3 separate regions of the Sus scrofa genome follow, and all the other regions are linked to region 1. A link is a contact called in public Hi-C data. All regions are on one chromosome and are shown on one strand. The core of a region is the stretch at or near the end of the contact, and the rest is flanking DNA. Distances in the headings are between cores, read along the strand shown.

What was found. A called contact is a pair of places that touch in the nucleus more often than the background predicts.
Region 2: a Hi-C map of skeletal muscle shows a contact between it and region 1, with 13 times the contacts expected there. The contact joins two enhancer-like sites. A contact is called at or near these places in 3 of 47 Hi-C or Micro-C datasets (fetal liver and skeletal muscle) and 1 of 2 datasets of contacts at active chromatin or transcription factors (skeletal muscle).
Region 3: a Hi-C map of skeletal muscle shows a contact between it and region 1, with 15 times the contacts expected there. The contact joins two enhancer-like sites. A contact is called at or near these places in 2 of 47 Hi-C or Micro-C datasets (both in skeletal muscle) and 1 of 2 datasets of contacts at active chromatin or transcription factors (skeletal muscle).

Annotation. Positions count from the first base shown.
Region 1 is chr1:109,199,967-109,203,192 of Sscrofa11.1, forward strand. No RefSeq gene overlaps it. Among named protein-coding and RNA genes, the nearest start is that of MIR190A, 24 kb to the right of the region's middle. Within about 2 kb of position 1,720, at least 12 of the 83 cell types and tissues checked have an H3K27ac peak or open chromatin away from gene starts, as enhancers often do. A contact at or near this core is called in fetal liver and skeletal muscle, where this site is marked.
Region 2 is chr1:109,075,728-109,078,953 of Sscrofa11.1, forward strand. No RefSeq gene overlaps it. Among named protein-coding and RNA genes, the nearest start is that of TPM1, 61 kb to the left of the region's middle. Within about 2 kb of position 1,449, at least 10 of the 83 cell types and tissues checked have an H3K27ac peak or open chromatin away from gene starts, as enhancers often do. A contact at or near this core is called in fetal liver and skeletal muscle, where this site is marked.
Region 3 is chr1:109,111,545-109,114,770 of Sscrofa11.1, forward strand. No RefSeq gene overlaps it. Among named protein-coding and RNA genes, the nearest start is that of TPM1, 97 kb to the left of the region's middle. Within about 2 kb of position 1,572, at least 7 of the 83 cell types and tissues checked have an H3K27ac peak or open chromatin away from gene starts, as enhancers often do. A contact at or near this core is called in skeletal muscle, where this site is marked.

The DNA.
Region 1 (3,226 bases), core at 470-2,969:
GATTTTCTTGGGATGCATTATAAAGGTTGCTTTTATGTAGGTGTGAGGGGGAAAAAGGAAGAAAACTTTGCTGAGTGCCTGCTCTGGGACCAGACGCTTGCTGGCTTTCCCCATGTGATGGCTGTCTGGGGTCAGTTACAGTGTGTTGGCAGCAAGTCCAACTCAGGCTGGCTTAAACATGGTAGGAATGTATGTGGCCAGGAACTGGGAAGTCTGGAAGAAGTAGGATTAGGCAAGCTGATCAATAACATCACCAAAGACAGAGATTCTTTGATTCTCTTTGTTCTGCCACTCTTGGGGTGGGCTCCATCCTGAGGCTGGCTCTGCCTGTGGACACAAGAGGCTGCTCCGTCCTCCCTGAGGCATTTCCTCCCAGCCCCTTGGCCAGATCAGGTTGCAGCCCATCCCAGAACCAGGCACCACTGGGAGGAATGGTGTTGTCCTGGGACCCATTGGGCCTGCCCCAGACTTGAGTTCGACGCTCCCAAAGTATTGCTGCGGCTCCACAGGGGCAGGGGAAGTAGATGGTGGGAGGGTGAAGTACAGAGTTTAGTCCAGACCCCTCCTCACCCCCACCCCAAGATTTGGAAGGAAGTGACTTGCTCAAAGCCATGTCCATCTGAAGTCCAAAGTCATGTTCCCCCCACCCCCGCCCTGTGTCTGTTCACTGTGCTGCCTTATGAGGCGAGAAAAGTGGAGGAAAATGTTTGGAGAATCAGATTTCAGATGCCCTTTAGCTGCAGGAGGAAACTCTGGCCTTCCTTTTCTTCCAGATGGCCTTCACATTCCACTAGGATTTGGACCATGAGCACCATTTTATAGCTCACAGCATCTGAGGTCCTTTCAGTATTTCATTAACAACCTCTGACTGGCTGGAGCCCATTTTTGGGATTTTGCTGAACAATGCTGAGTGTTGTCAGGAGGTTTCAGGATATATAGGATCAAGCTGTGTTTCCTTGCAGCTGTCCCAGGAAGGGAATCCTAAGCGAGCAACTTTCAGAGAAGCTATTGTAGCAATAGTGTTGCCTTGTGGGGCCATAGGAGTGGGTGGGGAAGGAAGGGGCAGCTGTGGGTAACTGTTTGCACACTTTTTTTTTTTTGGCCTCTTAAAGTTCAAATCAGCCAGAGTCCAAAACAGCTGATCCCCAGGTCATAAACACTGGTTGCCAACTGCACGGTCCAACGTTTATCACCTAGGCAATCTGTCTTCATTACATTTCTCATATCTCCACAGCTCGGTTTTAGGTGCTGGGGAAGCTGCATGTGACAAGATGTGATCCCTGCCTATGACCTAGATGAGGCTGCTGCACAGACGAAATATTACCTTGTCATACGAGACAGAGGGCTGGCCACGTGTGCTGAGAGGGCAGGGGAGACAGACAGTAATTCCAGTAGGATTTTACAACAGGGCTCCCCAAGGCATGAGGCTTGCAACATTTGTCTCTCAAAATACATCGCAATGAAAAAGAAAGTGCTCCAAGGCCAAAAATTGGGGCAAAACTGTATATTATATGCTCCTTTTTGAGAGATCCAATGTATATGAGCTTCTTATAGACCCTAAGACACCTCATAGAGGCATAAGGCATTTAGTTGTTTACCTTTAATATTAGTATTCTCATATTTATTTGCCCAACAAATGTCCCCCTTTCCCCCAAGGAAAACAGGAGTGCCCTATGAGTGTCCGATGGAACCACACTGCCCCCTGTGGTCACAACCTGCCAGGACACCTAGCCGGAAGGACAGCAACATTGGGTGCCAAGGGCTCTTCTCCCTGGAACCCAGGAACAGCCCAAGTGGCAGAAGTGCTTTGTCAGGAGCCATCTCCTCGGCAAGCACAGCCATCTCCTCCAGGATGCACACCTGAGAAGGGGGCCGCCAAAGTGCCCATGGTATCCGAAAAATGTGCCCCATTCATCAGGTGAGCTGAGGGTGAACCAGAAGGCAGGGAGGGCAGGCGTGAAGAACGTGGGCTTAGGCAGAGTGCAGCCAGCCTGAAGGGTCTGACTCGTCCCTCTAGCTTCGGGCAGCTTTGTGGTCCTCTTTCTGCCCTTTCTTTTCTGTCTACCTGCAGAGGCCACAGATGCGTTCTGTGCTCCCAGCTGCTTCCCATCTACTGAGGGCCTACCCCAGCCTGCCTCTTTTGTGGGAACCCAGCCCACGTGGGCGCTCCTGCCCTGATGCCCTGCACCCTCCCAGCCCGCAGCCCCCTGTGGGTGACTTGTGTTATTCTCACTTTCCCTTGCAGGAGGCTGCATTCTTCAGGAAGGTCTAAGATCTTTGAAGGGAAGGGCTGGGCCTTTTAGTTTCTTCCCATCTTCCCTAATGCCCACGGAGTCCAGGCTGCCTCTCCTTTCCCGCTTCCCCACAAGGGCCCTATAATATCAAGCTGCTGGAACCATAGGACTGGGGCCCTGGCTCAGGCCCCTTCTCCCTCTGGGCTGCCCCAACACCCAGGCCGCAGTTGCAACACGGCCTGCCTTCAGGCCCAGAAAGCACTTCTTCAACATTCAGTTCTAGCCTTAATTGAACCAAGCTTTTGTTTCTAAAAGTAAATCTCCAGAGAGAAAGGCCCAAACGGACAGGAAGCTCCTGATCCAGCCACAAGTGCTGACGTCTGCTTTTGTCCCCGCCAGGTGCCAGCCCCCCAGGCACTCCTGCTCTGGGGCCCTAAGAGCTTCTTGTGTGGGACGTTAAGGCAGCATAGCAAAGCTGCTGCAGTCATGGCCTGCTGAGGGTGCAGAGTGTTCAAGTAAAAACACGGTTGAATTTCTCTGAGTGCAGTTTAGACTTGATAGAATTGCCGTCTGAGAGAACCGCCCCCCCCCCCCACCCCCGCACCCTCAAACAGGATTTTGGAATCACCAGGTGAGAATAAAGCCAAGCTGGGCTCCTGGTAACCTGCATGTTAAAAGCTCCTTAGCCAGGTGCTCATTCAGTGACCCTCAGGACACTGTCCCCCTCATACACACTTGGACTTGCCACCCCCTCCTATGGTTTCCGCTGGCCCCACCCTCCCTGTGCCCGACTGCCCAGCAGGCCCATTCTCATGTCCCAGCCTCCACCATGTGTCATGTGGCTCCCTTTGCTCCGAGGTCCTTCTCTCTACCTCTGCCTAACTTCCATCCAGTCTGCCAGACTCAGACAGCTTCTCCTTCAACTGTTGGTGACAAACATGAGCTTTGGAAATGAACTGAGTTGCGGTTTCCGCTTGGCCACTGACTAGCTG
Region 2 (3,226 bases), core at 199-2,698, 120 kb before region 1:
GCAAGACACTCACGCATCCTTCACTCCCTCTCCTACATCGCACCCACACAAACAGACAACACTGGCTATTCTGCAGATAACATTTAGTACTGAAGTGTTGTATGTGATGCAAATATGAGTCAAGGGTGTATGGAGGCTTTCTGAAGCCAAAGTGTCAGGATGCAATTTTGGTGGAAGTGGACCTGAATTGTTTCAAACTGTACAATTAATAACATTCCATTTCCATGACATCTACCGATTAATCCTGCCTGTTAGTGTAGACTTTTAGCCCTTGGGAGTTTAGATTCTCCTGGCTGACATGGGAGAACAAATTATGTTAGGCTTTCATTTTATAATAAAACGACTGGCACTGGAAGGAAGGGGTGGGTTGGGGCTGGGTACTGTTCCCTGAGAACCGGCGGGCCATGAATGCAGCACCTAAGCTTAATAAATCCCCTAAAGTTAGGGCAGAGCACTTTCACACCTGTTTTCCCATTGCTGCCCATGTATCTGGCACATAATACTGGCTTATGACATATATCTTGAAAAAAAAGCTGTTGATTAAATAGTAGTTCCTCCTTGGAGTTCCTGTGGTGGCTCAGTGGTAATGAACCTGCCTAGTATCCACGAGGACGTAGGTTCAATCCCTAGCCTCACTCAGTGAGTTAAGGATCTGACGTTGCTATGGCTGTGGTGCAGGCCGGCAGCTGCAGCTCCAATTCGACCCCTAGTCTGGGAACTTCCATATGCCATGGGTGTGGCCCTAAAAGTAAAAAAAAAAATATTTTTAATTAAAAAAAATAGTAGTTTCTCCTCCCCTTCCTTCATTGCACTCTTAGATTTTAATAGGAACCCTTTTGGAAGGTTTCAACCTGTTCCACTTCTGCAGGGGGGCATTGAGGAAGAGTGTTTCACATGGGAGCTGAAGCATCTTTCTGGGGCCATTGTGACAGTAGCAATCTCCCTTTCCCCTCCCACCTCCTCATGACCAGGAAGTGAAACTGGAGGGTGTAGTGCTGGGCTCCTCCCACTGACCTCTCTTCTCTCCATGACTACACACATCACTGCCTGAGTGAACACACTGAGTATCCCTGGGAAAGTTGGTTACCAACAGCCACGGTGGCAGAGGCTTGCAGGTATTTGCAAATCTAGTGAAGAGACTCAAGTGAGACTCATTCTTATCCAACAGGCTCTCCTGGCTTCATTCTGTGGCCTGAGTTAGGATGTGGCAGCTGCGAGGCACTCTGGTTTCCTACATAAGCTGGACAAAGTCACCTACTGACCTTTGAAAGGAGGCAAATCTCCCTCAGGGGTAGTTACAGGATTTGTGCCTGGCCCTGGTCAGTGTGGTCACTTCCACAAGGAAACAAAAACAATTTTCCACCCCCACAGCCTGGCCACTGTAGGGCAGGGAAACCACTTGCCAAGCTGAACAAAGACATTGCTGGCTTGCTCCAGGGCATTCTTTGAGCTCATCACCCTGAGGACACAAGCAGGAACTGTTGCTGTGGAAGGGTCCAGATCACGCTGCTGTGGCCACCAGCAGCTCTTTCACATCCATGATGATGTGTGGATCCCCTGGAGAGATGGATGGCTGGGGACTGGCAGGAACACCTGTCCTGGATCTGGGTAGACTGGGGACACTAGGCAGCCTGTTGCTGGAATGTGTGTAGCAAGAACACTTGTTTCTGAAATGAGATACCTTCTAATAAGCAGCTCTTCCTGCCTTTCCATTTATAAATGATGGAGGCAGCTGGTCTTGAGAGAGGACAGTATAACACAGGAACGGGAACAACGGTGTGTCCAGACCAGCCCAAAGGTGGCGGATGGGTCAGGCAATGTGTGTTTCTGAGGTTCTCAGGCGCTCCTCCGATGGAGCACATTTTGAGCCCACAGAGGCTCCTGTGCTCACTCCCTCCTCTGCGCTATCAAATCTCTCAGTAAGGGCTCTGCTATCAGTTGCGTAAATTGCAGTGAGAATTAAAGTCAGGCAAGGCTTTCCCCTGAATGTGGCTCTAAGGAGTTGACGTCTCCTCTCTGAGTGGTCGTCAGCTTTGATTAACCACAGGCCACAGGGCAAATCTTGCTTAATTCAAAGAAATTTTGGGTTTGGTATTTTATTGTTAATTTTTTTTTTTTTTCATTTTAGGGCCATCCCTGGGGCCTGTGGAAGTTCCTGGGCTAGGGGTTGAATTGGAGGTGCAATAGCAATGCCAGATGTGAGCCGCATCTGTGACCTACACTGCAGCCTGTGGCAAGGCCGGATCCTTAACCCACTGAGTGACACTCTGTAGGGTTCTTAACCTGCTTAGTCACAATGGGAACTCCCTGGTTTTGGTATTTTATAAAAAAAAATATTAAATATTTTTTACTTTTTTTGAAGAACTTTTCAAGTACATTAATAAGCTTTTTCATCTTGTAAATTTGAGAAGTTTGCTGGATAATTATTTTGATCCTCATGTTGCAGAGAAGAAACTGAGGCAGAGAGCATAAAGGCTGTGCACAAACTCCAGGATGAACTTGTGGGCTGCCACCAGCAGCAAAGTACCCCTAACCCAGGACAGAGGTCTTTCCTGGAAGTGTACTTTCCTGCATAGTCCAAAGACAGCACCACACACTGGGTCTTACTTCTACATGCTAAGTGCTTTATGATTGGCTATCACTTATGTCCTAAGAGGTGGGGACTTGGCCCCCATCTCCCAGATGGAGGCATGGGGGCTTAGGGAATTTAAACCACTCGCCCAATTGCTCACAGCCAGAAAGTGGCAGCACTGAGATTTCAGTCTAAGCCTAACTCCTAACTGTGTACTCTGTTTTCGATTCTTAGCAGGTCATTTAAAGACACCTCAGGCCCCTGTCAGTACCTGAGCTGAGGGGGATGGGAGTTACCCCAGCAAGGCTGGAGCTCCCCAGCCTCCACCTCTGATGGGGGTGGGGGTGGGGGTGAGGGAGGGCTTCTGGGGACCTTTCCAAGCCTCTGTGGAAGGGCAAGTACCCGTGGAGGGGAAGATCTGCTAAGCTGCCTGGGGGGGAAAAATGCACCTTTAGCTTTTTGAAGCCACATTTTAGTGATTTCTCATCCTATAAAGACAGGAGGGCAAAACCAAAATAGTGGTGGTGGGAGGACAAGTGGTTTCCTATGTAGAAAGGGACTAGTCCCTGCTGTGTTGCTTGTTTATATAGGACGGTGGATGGAATTCCTCTCCTGAATGCCTGGGGTGAGGGTCTCCCATCCTCTGAATTCCTT
Region 3 (3,226 bases), core at 322-2,821, 89 kb before region 1:
AGAAATTCCTTCTTCCAATAAACTTTGCTGCCTAGACCTACAGATCTTCCTTCCCAGGTCTGTTTCCTTATAAATATTCCAAAGTGATGCTGCCAGCTGGTGATCCATTTACAAGGGAGGATTGTTTCATGCAAATGGGTGGTGTCCAAGCAAATGGCTAACTGCACCTCGCCCCAAACTCTGCCCTATTCTCTCCTTCAGAAGAGAGTGGATTCACTCCATCTCGAGTTTCCATTCCAGCCAAGCTAAAATGATTTCTGCTTTTAAAATGTTCAGAATCTTAAAAAATGGAAAAAAAAAAAAAAAACAAAACCCACAAAACGGAGTTCCTGTTGTGGTGCAGGAGAAGCGAATCCAACTAGGAACCATGAGGTTGTGGGTTTGATCCCTGGCCTCACTCAGTGGGTTAAGGATCCAGCATTGCCGTGAGCTGTGGTGTAGGTCACAGACTCAGCTTGGATCCTGCATTGCTGTGGCGGTGACTGTGGCTGGCAGCTGTAGTTCCAATTCAACCCCGAGCCTAGGAACCTCCATATGCCTTACATGTGGCCTTAAAAGGGGAAAAAAAAGAAAGAAAAGAAAAAAGAAAACACTATAAAGATGACAAAGCCTAACCAGTGGCCATTCTGACAGCCACCACTTCTCATGTTTAGATGCTGTCACAGGACATGCACCCACATGTGCAGACAATGATGTGCCACCACTCTGGAGCGTCCACCAAGGTTCCCCAGCCCAGCTCAGAAGGGAGCCTTGCTAAGAAGCAGGGGACAGCCCACCAGGGCACAACCTGGCTAGTCTTGCTAAGGGGCTGCTTACCCCAAACCTTCCTAAGCCTCCTTATTCCCTCCCCATAATCTTGTGGGGATCAAAGATTCTTTGGGGATTTCCCAGAGGATGACACCCACGACCTCAGGAGATGCAGGAGAGTGAAGGGCAGCAGAAACAGGGCACTGGGTGCTGGAGGCAGCCAGAGGGGACAGCGGTGGCTGGGGTCTGGGCCCTGGGTTGGATCTGGCCACAGAGAGGAAGTGAGAAGTCCTTTTAGACAGGAGAGAGATGCTTCAGGTGGAGAAGCTGACACTCAGATGGCTTGTTATGGAAGGACCATAAAGGGAAGGGAGCTAATGTTTACTAAACACCTGTTATTTTCTCACCACCATAATATATGCCAGAGGGATAGAAACAGGTGTGGTCCCTCACGGAGGGAGCACAGGGTCTAGCGGGCTGGGAGGCATCAGGGAGCAGCCGCATCAAGGTCAGCCTGGAGGCTGCAGAGGGGCTGTGATGGATGAGCCTCACCCCAACCCGGTCCTCATCACCTGGGTGGCTCCCTTCTCCAGACAGGGGCTGGACCCTGGGCTTAAAGGGGTGATGTCTCAGTGAGGGCTTTCCGTCTTCCTGAGGTCCCAGCCAGCTCCAACCCCTCAGATCAGGCCCAAGGCAGGACTGTATCTTGTTCTCTGGCGTCATGACTCAGCTGACCAAAATAACTCACGCTAGCAGCAGCTCTTTCTGCATCTTGTGGGCTGCGGACAGGCATACTGGGAAGGCCAAAGCTGACAACCAGTGAAACATGAGGAGCCTCCATGTGACCCAGCCACAGATAGGGCAGCGGAGGAGAGAGACAGAGATGCAGAGAGAGTCAGAGACAGAGAGACACACGCAGTGAGAGATGTGCTGAGGAACTGAATGGTGCTTCTTCTAGCACTGGGGCTGGTGTGCTCCTCTGCTCTTATCTCAGCACCTGAGGGAGTCACAGGGCATCCTGTATCCTGGGACTTACAGCGTGTTTTCCCTGGTCTCGGGGCTGTGTATTGCACTGCTGAGCACACCTACAAGGTGGTTTAATGCCCTGTAAATGGACTCTTCCCAAAGCCAGTTTACATGGCAGCTCCCACTCTCACAGGCTCCCAGTGCTCCCCCTCCCCTAGGCTCCAGGATGGTCCCGTTCCCAGGACCCCCTTGTTTTGGCCCTCGGGCACAGGGTCTGAATGTACACCTAACAGAATCACTTCACAGGTGTCTTGTTCTGTGGGTTGGAACTAGCAGACGGGGAGGGACGTCGTCCGTCTTTCCTGCTCATCCACATCCAGTGCCCCGACCAGGGTGCATCTCACCCCTGCTTCTCCCATTCTGAGTCAGCAAGGGAAGCTCACCATTAAAAGTGGGGCTGGCACTAGGCTGGGTGCTTACCAACATCCTTTCACCTAGACGGCGATCCCAGGACACAGATACTGTTGGGTTGGTGAGAAAACTGAGCTCAAAGAGCATCAGTGACATGCTCAAGGCCACACTGCTGGTTAGGGAGGAGATGAATTTGGATCCAAAGCCTTTGGTGGCACTGCACCCAGTGTCACATCCTCATGCTTCTCTCCCCAAGTGGGACCACAGTACTCAGAGCCTGGACAGCGCATCTGAAAATGGGCATTCTTTACACACAAGTCCTAGCAAACCCGAGTCCTCTTATCCTAATGGATTGGGACTGGCGGTTGGTTGATTAATCAACTAGTAGGGCTGAAAAATCATAAAATAAGATACACATAATCTCATTTTGTTGTGGCTTGAGGGCATTTTCTTTCTTTTTTTTTTTTTCTTAAAGCACCCTGATGACAATCCTCCCTGTCTGGCACAAGCCACGCTCATAATTTTCACTGTGTTTATAAAGAGAGAAACTAAGTTGCTTGTGACACAATTTCAGTGCAGATTCCTAGATTTATACAAAGTTCTTGTTTTTTTTTAAGAACTTTCTCATCCACATTTTGCATAAAAAGAGTTTTTAGGGGTTCACCGTGGTCAAGTTTTTCTAAAGCAACATGTTTATCATAAAAGAGCAGTAATTTTCTTTTGTTCTCCTCCTTTCCTTTGGTTTGTGTTCTTTTTGGTTAAATTAGTTACAGCATTAGTATAAGTGTCATAAATAGATTTGGGAACAAAAATAATTGATTCCTGGTAAATATTTGGTGGCAACAGAGGATGGAGGCGTGTAAGAAGTGAGCTCTTAGCTGGGAGCAGCACTTGGCATCTTTAAGACAGAAGGTAGGGGCTGCTGACCATGAGTTGAGGGGAGTTTGATTAAGAGGATTTGCCCAGGACTTGACAGAGGGTCGAGGCGAGGACCAACTCAGACAGTAGGAGAGAGGGGATCCAGGGACGGGTGCTTGCACATCATCACGGTGACTGAGCCTTGCCTGTGCTGCAGGCCACATGCACCTCTGCCCCTTATGAA